2 separate regions of the Mus musculus genome follow, and region 2 is linked to region 1. Evidence: chromatin contacts called from public Hi-C data. All regions are on one chromosome and are shown on one strand. The core of a region is the stretch at or near the end of the contact, and the rest is flanking DNA. Distances in the headings are between cores, read along the strand shown. Region 1 overlaps Adra1d (adrenergic receptor, alpha 1d). Region 2 overlaps Gm14051 (a long non-coding RNA gene).

The links. A called contact is a pair of places that touch in the nucleus more often than the background predicts.
Region 2: a contact with region 1 is called in a Hi-C map of cerebral cortex, with 2.9 times the contacts expected there. The contact joins two enhancer-like sites. A contact is called at or near these places in 7 of 484 Hi-C or Micro-C datasets (B cells, adipose-derived mesenchymal stem cells, cerebral cortex and 4 more), 1 of 115 datasets of contacts at active chromatin or transcription factors (pancreatic cancer cells) and 1 of 9 other capture datasets (embryonic stem cells).

What each region holds. Positions count from the first base shown.
Region 1 is chr2:131,543,722-131,548,974 of GRCm38.p6, reverse strand. It overlaps Adra1d (adrenergic receptor, alpha 1d), which reads left to right. Exons shown (of 2, transcript NM_013460.5): 2 at 2,435-3,618. The coding sequence ends at 3,030. All of the region lies in intron 1 of Gm39938 (a long non-coding RNA gene), which reads right to left. Among named protein-coding and RNA genes, the nearest start is that of Gm39938, 8.1 kb to the right of the region's middle. Within about 2 kb of position 2,369, at least 62 of the 459 cell types and tissues checked have an H3K27ac peak or open chromatin away from gene starts, as enhancers often do. A contact at or near this core is called in cerebral cortex, where this site is marked.
Region 2 is chr2:132,218,117-132,223,249 of GRCm38.p6, reverse strand. Gm14051 (a long non-coding RNA gene) reads right to left here. Exons shown (of 3, transcript XR_866753.3): 3 at 2,998-3,203. Among named protein-coding and RNA genes, the nearest start is that of Tmem230, 27 kb to the left of the region's middle. Within about 2 kb of position 1,534, at least 76 of the 459 cell types and tissues checked have an H3K27ac peak or open chromatin away from gene starts, as enhancers often do. A contact at or near this core is called in cerebral cortex, where this site is marked.

The DNA.
Region 1 (5,253 bases), core at 1,120-3,619:
GATGAGTGTTAGGTACCCACATCCCTCACCATTGGTGGGAAAACCCAAAACTCCCCTTAGGGGTTAAGCCTCAGTTTCTCACATTAGCAACTGACTTACCAGTCAGCAGCTACCCAAGGTGTTTCACTATCAGGCTAAACGCTTGCACTTGAACCCTGTCCTATCTCAGAGCTTGCTTCTGAGAAAACTCAAAGTAAGTCAGACCTCAAGGGAAGCAGAAGGAAATTGTTGGGGCTGGAAGCCTGCCTTTGAATCCCAGCCCCTTCGGGTGTGAGAAATTCCCTGTTCCAGGAAGACTCTGCAAAAGTCAGTTGTGCATAAATTAAAGTATCAATGTCTGCAGTAAGACTGGGACAGCACTAAAACATGGCATGCTGTCCACATATCTGAATAAAACCAGGCTGGCAACAACCACTGGACAACATAGTCCACTGATGTGTCAGCCACTGCTAAACAGAAAAAAATGCAGTCTGAGTCAGAATGGCATTTCCAGCATTTGGCTTGACTTTGCAGCCATTGAGGGATGCTATCCTTGAGGGTGCTCTTCCTGCAGGACAGGATCCTTCCTTCGGGCATTTTCCAGGGACTGCCTAACCCTTCTGCAGGGGGAAATAAGCCTTGCTGAGCCCTGGTACCCATAACCCCGCCGTATTTCAGCTACTGTTTCTGACCGCTCTCTAGATACAGTCAGTAAGTCCTTTCCCAAGTCTGTGGTACCTCTCTGAAAAGCCACAGGGCAGGGGAGGGATAAGTAGGGGTGGGTGAGTGGGTAGGTGGGTTGTTTGGTGGGTTAGTTTGCTTGCTGTTCTAAGAATTGAACCTGGGGCTCTCAAATGCTGCATGAGTTCTCTAGTACTGATCTATATTATCTCTACCCCAACACATTTAGATTAAAATCCTGCTAAGCACTGAGCCCTGAAATTTATGAATCCCATCCAGAGAATTATTATTGTCTCCAGCTCACAGAAAAAGAAAGTGAGGCTTTCAGTGGCCAAGTAGCTTGCCAGGGGCAGCATGAGCAGGTGGGAAAAGGCTGGGCTGTGTGGTGGGTACTGTCCTCTCCTTCCACCATCTCTTAGCATCAGGAACTGTTTCTCCATGTGGGTAGTAGGTGATATGCAAGGGTCTCTGCCATATTGGGGTAAATCAGGGGGAGAATTTGTCAGAGAATGCCATGCCTGGCCTTCTCTGTCTCTCAGATCTGCAGGCTTTGTCCAGAGTGACGCTTGTGCTGAGGATGAGATAGGTGAGAGGTGACCTCTAGGCAGCACCTTTGCACTCAGTCTCCTTCCCCTGAGAACGGCTTCCTTGGAGTCCGTATTGGGGATACTAATGGAGATATTTGTGGAAAACCAGGTCTTAGTGCCCGTTTGCACTTGTCTGGTGTTCTGTTCCCCCACCTAAAACCATCCCAGCTTTTCCTCAACACTTTCCCGGGCACAGCCCTACAGGGCTACATTTTGACAGCCATGGGTATTGTGCTCTGAACTGGGTCTCTCACCAGCTTAAAAATAACCAGAGCTCTAACTCCCCCACTGAAGGAAAGCTGTGCCTTAATTCAAGGTCCTCCATTATGGAGCCTAGATGAGATGTGAGCTCACCCTACAGGATAGCCACAGGCTCCGTGCCTGTCCCATCCTGCCTAAGTCTGAGATGGTTGGAAGCTGTCGCTGAGCCTACGATCAGCCCTGTGCCCCATTGGTAGTCACACTGTCACCCAGAGCCAGCACCACAGTTTCACGACTCCTCTACAGTACCGAGCACTGAGCAAACCTCTCCCTTTCTGTGCTTAGGCAGTAGAGTACACTGCAGAGACTGAGTGCTGTAAAATGCTGTACAAAAGATTGCTAATGAACTCATTTTGCTGGAAAAGGTTGTCAAAATATTTTTACGTGAGACTTGTAGCAGAATCGTACTTCCACATCAACGTCTTAAAGAACAAGACCTGCTGGCGTCCTCTAGAGACCGCCCTCAGCAGAGAGACCTCCACACTGGCGGCAGTAACTAGGCTCCGCAGCAAAGACTGGTGGAGCCGGTTTCTGGCAGTCTCTGGGCGGTTGCTGTAGTCTCCAGGCTCATGAGCCTGGCAGATGACAGCCTTTGTCCCCATCTTGGGGAACGTTTAGGGACATTGTTTCCACTTTTCGAGCTCAGGGCACACGCAGTCTCCAGTTTCTATACGAAACTGGCTGAATGTGGTTTGGTCTCTTTCTGGTTGGGATTCGTTGCCTGTGCCCAAATAGTTTTCTAACAGGTCGAACTCGGAAAACAAGAGAAGATGGTTCTTTTTCCCCATCTATGTTCATAGAGAGAAACACTCCCGCCCCCTTGATAGCACCCACCTCGTGACTCAGCTTCTGAGGTCGGCAGCAGTCCTTTGTCAACCTCCCTCCTAACCCCATCAGTTAACTAGCCTGGTCTCTGTTCTCCGCAGGTTCTCTGTTCCCTCAGCTGAAACCATCAGAGGGCGTCTTCAAGGTCATCTTCTGGCTGGGCTACTTCAATAGCTGTGTGAACCCGCTCATCTACCCCTGCTCCAGTCGCGAGTTCAAGCGCGCCTTCCTCCGCCTCCTGCGCTGCCAGTGTCGCCGCCGCCGCCGCCGCCTCTGGCGAGTCTACGGCCACCACTGGCGAGCCTCGACCGGCGACCCGCGCTCCGACTGTGCCCCCAGCCCGCGCATCGCACCCCCCGGGGCTCCCCTAGCCCTCACTGCACACCCAGGCCCGGGCTCCGTAGACACGCCGGAGGCGCAGGCTTCGGTCTCCGGCCGTCGAAAGCCAGCCTCCGCCCTCCGGGAGTGGAGGCTGCTTGGGCCGCTACAGAGACCCACGACCCAGCTGCGTGCGAAGGTGTCCAGCCTGTCCCATAAGTTCCGCTCTGGGGGCGCGCGGCGCGCGGAGACTGCGTGTGCCCTGCGCTCGGAGGTAGAAGCAGTGTCCCTAAATGTTCCCCAAGACGGGGCAGAGGCTGTCATCTGCCAGGCTTATGAGCCGGGCGACCTCAGCAACCTCCGGGAGACTGACATTTAAGGACCGAAACTCAGGCTGAGGAGGGTGCTGGGGCCAGAGGTGGGGTGCTTTATAGGATTCTGCCTTCGGATCCAAAACTCTGACCAGGGTGGCTGCTCCATCTCACCTCAAAGCAACCGGAGCTGGACCTGGGGTCGGAGCACTCGGAAGGTGGTGGGTTATGGTGCCGCCTGCTGGACATAGTTGTCCAGAGCTCTTCCTGAAATGGAAGAGCTGCGGGATTCGCCCTTCTCATCCAGTCTAAGGAACTGTTTAGTCAGCTCCTGATGTCTAGGCAGAAGACTTCAAGTATGGCTACTCCCCTTGGGGGGGAAGAGGTACAAATTCTCGTTTTGCTGCTCCCAGGGAAAAGATCCGTGGACAGTTTTACTCCTTACTGCCACCTGGAGGAAGTCAATGGACCTACTGCCATAGGACCTGCCATACAGCAAGCTTTGGTGGTATATTGGATGCCCGCCATACAAATCTGTTGTTTTTGCCCTGGGCTCACTGCCCCCTTCCCCACACTCCTAACTGTATGAATCCCTCACCATTCCCACCCACCCCCCCGCCCCAGGGCCTTACTGTTTACACTGTGTACATAGTTCATTGTGCCTGTCTGTGCCCATCACTTCTCACTGGGATTCCAGGCTGCCAACAGGGGAGAGCCTTATTTATCATTTTGAGACCTATTTATTGGTAAGAGTACTTATATTTTGTTCAGACTGTGCAAACTGTCCATCTTTGGCCTGTAATTCATATAGAGCCTTCTTCTGAAATCCTTAGCCATCACAGGACAGTCTGTGTTCACCTTGCTGGTGTGTGGAGGGAAGGTCATATAGCTCAGAAACATACTTTGGGAACTGGTTTTCCCCTTTAATCCATGGGGTCACCACTGTCCTTTGGATCTTTTAGCAAGACTAAAGGACTTTGGTACTTTGTTGGCTTTTGAAAGTCACATAAGCACAGACTTTGTATCAGCTCCCCCACCCCCCCCACCCACCCCCCACCCCCAGGTGCATCTGCAATGTTTGAGGGCCTCAGGGAACATAGTGGCTACATCATGCAAGTGATAAATCGTTACAGAGGATCTACACACCCAAGCAGACAAGCGTGTGGATGTTAAGAAAAGCCATACCTAGCTGTGATGTTCCTTAGCTCTGAGTCGAGACATACATCCCATGGATCAGTCTCTGAAAAGAAAATATCAACCGCATGTATCCAACCTGCATGGGACTGATAACTGGGAGCAATCAGCCCTTAGAGGGACACCTTTCTAAACAAGACCCTGAAACTGGAAGAGCCAGTTACTGGCTCCAGCATGGATCGGTGTTGTGAACCAAAAGTTTCTGTCCTTTACTAAGGAGGTAGTCTGCCTGAAACTCCAAGCCTTTCTCGATAATTTTACAAGAGTAGTAGCTGGGATCAGAAGGAAATGGTTTACAAAGTGATCTGGGATCTGCGTTTTCAAAGCACCCAGTACAGAGAAGCAGTTATAGCAGGCACTGGGAATGTGCTACCTACACCAGAGTGCCCCTTTTGTACATGCTGGCCTCCTTGAAGCTAGGGGGCAGGCTTCTCACAGTGGAAGGATCCATGGGTCAAGTCAGAAATCAGTCAGTTGGTAGCCCCCAGTGTCAAGTTACTGAGCACTGATCTCTCTGGTAGAAGGGAGCCAGGTTTGCTTTAAATGCCAGCTTAGGTGTTTGGGGTCCCACTCAGTACTTGTGCTAAGCACAGCAGTCGTCCATGACCAGGCTTCAGCCCTATGCCCTGTGCACACTATTGCTGCTCACACCGGGAACTGAGCGTGAATGAGGAGCAGAAGGGTCTCTTCAGCAGAGGCCTCCATGGATCTTGCTTTGTAGCTAATAAAGCACAGCTGCTGACCTCACTCCTGGATCTGACAGGATCTCAGCAGAGAGGAGTAGATGGACTCATGATGCCCCTGGGTGGCTTCAGGAAAATCTGGGGAAATGTACCATTTCTTGGGTTCCTGGGGGCCATAGCCCCTTAGCCCATCCTACGAGTCTGACTAGAAACTGTTCCTGAAGTTCAGGTAAGACAGGAGGCCTTTGCCCTCATGTGATCTTGAAGGATAGGTAAGGCCTCAGGCATCTATGCCTGGTGAAGGATGGTCACAGGAGATGTGACAAAGACTGAAGCAAGCTTTAAAGGATGATGCTGTTTGTCTCTTAGCCTGCTTCCCACCCCAGGACCCTAAATGCCATCTAACCACTCACT
Region 2 (5,133 bases), core at 285-2,784, 680 kb before region 1:
CCTGCCTGAGATCACACTGCCCTCGGTTAGCTGGGCTAGCGTGTGTGTGTATATGTGTATGTGTGTGTATGTGTGTGTGTGTGTGTGTGTGTGTATGTGTGTGTGTGTGTGTGTGTGTGTATGTGGTCCATTTGTGAAGTAGTCAGTCAGCTTTCATCCTTGGTGCTCCTGATCCCTGAATCTGATTTGTTTTCCTTCTAAATCCTTACTACCAGCTGTCATACTACATACTACACTATATACTACACTATATATGTATATATGTACACACAGACACATATATGTATATACACACACATTTACTGTGTGTCCCCCTTGCTAGCATGCAATGCACAGAACTGCAGACTTATTTAGTTTGTATCACTTCCAATTTCCAAGCCAGCCGCTGTTACCTATGCTTGCTGAGAGAAGCAAATGAATCAGAGAATATACATAATATGCATCTGGTAGGCCCATCCACTCAGCCAGCTCATGCCTGTCCAGTCTTTGCATCACACAACCCCTAGAGCATAAAACAAGCCCACAGCCTCTGCCTCAGAGCACCCCCTGTCCCTGAGGGAACAGATGTTTGGGGTGTGCTTGGGATCACGATGGAGTTCTAAAGTACCACCACACAGAATACCATGAGGTCGTGTGCTGTGGGGAAAGAATTCTTTTTTAAAATCGCCTTTACTAGTTGGGTGTTAGTTGGGTGTTGGTAGCACACACCTTCAATTTCCACACTGGTGAGGCAGAGGCAAGTGATCTCTTCAAGTTCCAGCCTGGCCAACAGGCAGAGTTTCAAGATAGCCAAGACTACATATAAAAGGATTCTGTCTTGAAAAAACAAAAACAAAAATCAGTTGGGTAGCGGTGGTGTACTCTGGAGGCAGAGGCAAGCGGGTCTCTATAAGTTCAAAGCCCAGCTTGGTCTTCAGAGTGAGTTCCAGGGTAGCCAGGAGTACACAGTGAAACCCTGTCTCGAAAAACAAACAAATAAAACAATAAACAACAACAACAAACAGTTTTCCTAGGGCACAATTGCCATAAAATAGACTCAACCCTAACTTCACAGCTAGAGGAATGCAGATATATGTGTATATGTGTATATGTGTATATTAGCATTCTACAGAACTTTAAAATTATGCTTTAAAAGCATACTGTTGCACTTCCTAAATCACTCACATTTATTTATCCATTTATTTATTACCTCTTTATTTACAGTGTGCGTGTGTGCGTGCAGCTGCACACTGTGGCCTGTGTGTGTGGCAAAGACAGCTGGGGGAGTCTGCTCGTCTCCTCCCGTGTGGGATGAGGGGAAGCTAGCACAGACTGTCATGTCTGAGCCATGACGCTGGTCCGACATTAGCACTTCAAGTCGCAGGTCTGTAGTGTTAACAAGCACACTGCTGTGCACTTTGCCTCTAGAACCCTTTCATCCTGCAGAGCAAGCTTGTGCACAGTCAACTCGGTCAACGCCAGTTCCCTTTTCCCCCTCCCTGGGGAGAAGATTCTTTTTGAGTCACCCTTGTAAGTAGAGCGTTCAGGATATTTAAAGAACTCCTGAAAATGATCTCAAAATACAGCTGCTTCCAAAAAGAGCCAGTGAATCATTCCGGGCTCATGAGAGTGCAAAATTTAAAAACACCACTCAAGTTGACAAAAATGGAGAAGGGATATTCAGGAACTGCTGTGTTGAATACTCCTCTGCCCAGGGTTTGAATGGTACGGCCAGGCCTGCATCCCATTCTTTCTGCGTCAGCATGGTCTCCAGTGTTCTCTCCCTTCTCCAGCAGGCTGCAAGCACCAGTGATTATGAGCTGGGTCGTTTTTTTTTCTTTCACAGTCTTTTTCCTGGCCTCCCCAAACTGGCTGACCTAGAAACCCAAGAGAGGGCTCCTCAGGTCTCTAGTGAGTCTGTTTGAGTCTGCTGGCCACAATAGCCAGAGGAATAAACCTGTTTCTCGGGAGTGAACTTCAGTTACAAGGCTACTTGACTTCTTTCTTAGATCATCAAACAGCCCAGGGAGGTGGGAGCCAAATTCTCAAGAGGCTTCAAGCTCATGTTCATGCCCCATTCTTCTCTAAGAGCCCCCATGTAGAAGCATCCCAGGGTCTGTTCTTTTTGGCCACCGTGAATCATGTGGGCTTTCCTGGAAGGATCTCCATGGTCAGAGAGAACTGCTCTAAACGCCATAATTACAAAGTGGAAAGAAGTTGGTTAGTTTTACTCAATGGGGACTAACATGAGAGATAACAGGCCCTCCTGGCAGGTTTTTGATCAGGGATATGAGGTAGCTTAAATTTGTAGCATGGTAGGATATGGAGCCCATGGCTAAGCAAATAGATGTCCCTGCCACCTAACAACCCAGAGTTTGATCCCTGGAACACACAGGGTGGAAGAACAAAACTGACCCCCACAATTTGTCTTCATACCTCCATTTATATACTATATAACACACACACATTAGACACCATCAAACATCTACTAGTAATAAAACATTTATTTCTACAAATTTTTGATACATATAATTTTTAACATTTATTAAACACAAAAGCAAAATTGCATATTAATGGCACTAGTGCTATTCTGTCTGTATAAGGAAGTGTTGGCTGAATGTCCAACACTGCAGACAGAGAGGGGGCTCCAGGGTTTTTCAGAGGTGATTGACATTTCACTTTTACAGTGCTGAGATGCCATTTGCATAACTTAGTAACATAAAATGACCAGAACATGTTTAGGGCCATTTCAGAAACTGTTGGGAATTCTCTCCAAATCACAAGTCAAATTAATTTAATTTTTTTACTCTCTTTTTAAAGATTTATCATCTTAACCATGTGTAGGTGTTTGTGTCTGTGTCTGTGTATGTATGTGTTTGTGTCTATGTGAGGGTGTTAGAAGTAAGTTTGAGGTCACAAAAGAAAGGGCCCACCGTTCCAACTGAAGTGTCTGGACAGGCGAACATTGCTCTTGATCAAGAGGGTGCTCTCAGAAAATCAAACACACGGAGACAGGAAGTGTATCTAGTTTTTATTCTAATTTCAGGTGGTGGCTGTGTCTCTTCCCCATTGGCTGGGGTCTGACCTCACAATCTTATTCAGTTGGTTGGCTAGTCCGAAGAGAATTGGCACACAAGGGAGTTGGATGAAGGGGAAAGGAGGTGCTGCTCCAAGAAGGGGGTCACTGCTCCAAGAAGGGGGACACTGCTCCAGGACATAAATTCCTAGAATAGAGCAAAGGTTTTCCTGGGTCACAGTAAGTAAAACACTTGTGTGAACATCTTATAATGTGTGGGAGATAAAAATATTTTAATTCACTGGGCAGTGGTGGCACACGTCTTTAATCCCAGCACTTGGAAGGCAGAGGCAGGTGGATTTCTGAGTTCGAGGCCAGCCTGGTCTACAGTGTGAGTTCCAGGACAGCCAGGGCTACACAGAGAAACCCTGTCTTGAAAGAAAAAAAAATTTTTTTTAATTCCTTGTCCTTGTTTTATAGTATTTGACAAAAAGACTGGTATTTGATATTTCTTACAGATGTATGTGCCGGTGCCCTTGGAGGTCAGAATCATCAGATTCCCCCGGGTCCCAGGTGAGTGTGAGCTGCCCAGTGCGAGTGCTGGGAACAGATCTAAGGTCTTCTGTAAGAGCAATTCGTACTCTTAGTCACAGAGCCATCTCTCCAGTCTTCTGTATAAACAATTTAAAAACCAGTAATAAAGCCTAAGTCAGCAACTCAAGCCATGGATTTAAAGCCTTTGTTTCCTATGATTAAGTGTTCATGTTTCTCTAAGAGCAGATGACTATGTGTGCTCATTTAGACCTCTGCAGTGCAAAGCATGCAGGGAATCTACCTCATAGTGTTTCAGACCATGTGCGGCTGTGGCTTCAGACCCAAGTCTGCAGTGAAGTTACAAGCACAGCCGGGGTGAGCATCGTCAGCAGTCACTCCATGTGTTAGGTCTTCTATTCTCTGGCCATTGTGCATTCAGAAACCTTTTACCGTTGCTGAATTTCCAGTGAACCTCAACAGTCCGGCTCTATGTAGAAGATCCTAACACAGACAGTAGATGCCCTAGGCAAGTCGCCTTCTGAAGGCCCAAACAGGGGGCTCTCTGGCCTCCAAGGAGGCAATGGGAGACAAATGAATCATCACGCTCCCATTTTTGCTTTCTGACACTTTTCATTTCTGACCGTTTAGTGATTTCTTGTTTTTAATGTCTGGCCTGATTTCTTATAGAAGAGTCAGTGCCTGCCTGTCATTCTGCTGTTAACTTAGAGGCAAGACCTAGTGTCTCCTAAAGGCTTCAGACACTCACGGCCTCCAAAGCGAGTGCTGCTCCAGATCTTAACTTTTGTTTTTGGAGACAGGGCTTCACTATGCAGCCTGTGCTGTCTTTGATTAGACAGTTCTTTTTGCCTCAGCCTCCTGAGAGCTGGGGTTACAGGAGTTTACCACCAGGTCCAAAATGAAAGTTTTTAGACATTTGTGCTAGTTTTCTGTCAGCTCAATACAAGCTAGAGTCCCGTGGGAAGAGAAAGCCTCAATTGAGAGAAGGCCTCCATCACACTGGCCTGTGGGGTCAATCTCCGCCTCCCCCTCCCCCTCTCTACAAGAGTTTTGGGTGGTTTTGTAGTTGTTGTTCTTGTTTTTGGTTAATATTGTCCTAGCTGACTCTGACCTCCTGGGCTCAAGTGTCCTTCCTGCTTAGGGACCCCTCCCCACCTCCACCCCAGTAGCTGGGACTACAGGTTCTCACCCTTACTCCCAGCTATTCAACTTTTATTTATTTATTTTTTAAGATTTATTTACTTATTTTATGTAGGAGTACAATTATAGCTGTCTTCAGACACACCAAAAGAGGGCATCAGATCTCATTATAGATGGCTGTGAGCCACCATGTGGTTGCTGGCAATTGAACTCAGGACCTCTGGAAGAGCAGTCAGTGCTCTTAGCCACTGAACCATCTCCTCAGCCCCCAACTTTTACTTTTTAATTGTGTTTATGGAAAAATACTGTAAAACAGTTTTCAATGTGAAATAAAAGTGAACACACACTCCATTTCTCCTAACTGTGTTTGTGTATCACACTCTAAGCTTTGTCAGGAAGACATTTTTATGTATATGAATGTTTTGCCTATGGATAGATAGACAGAT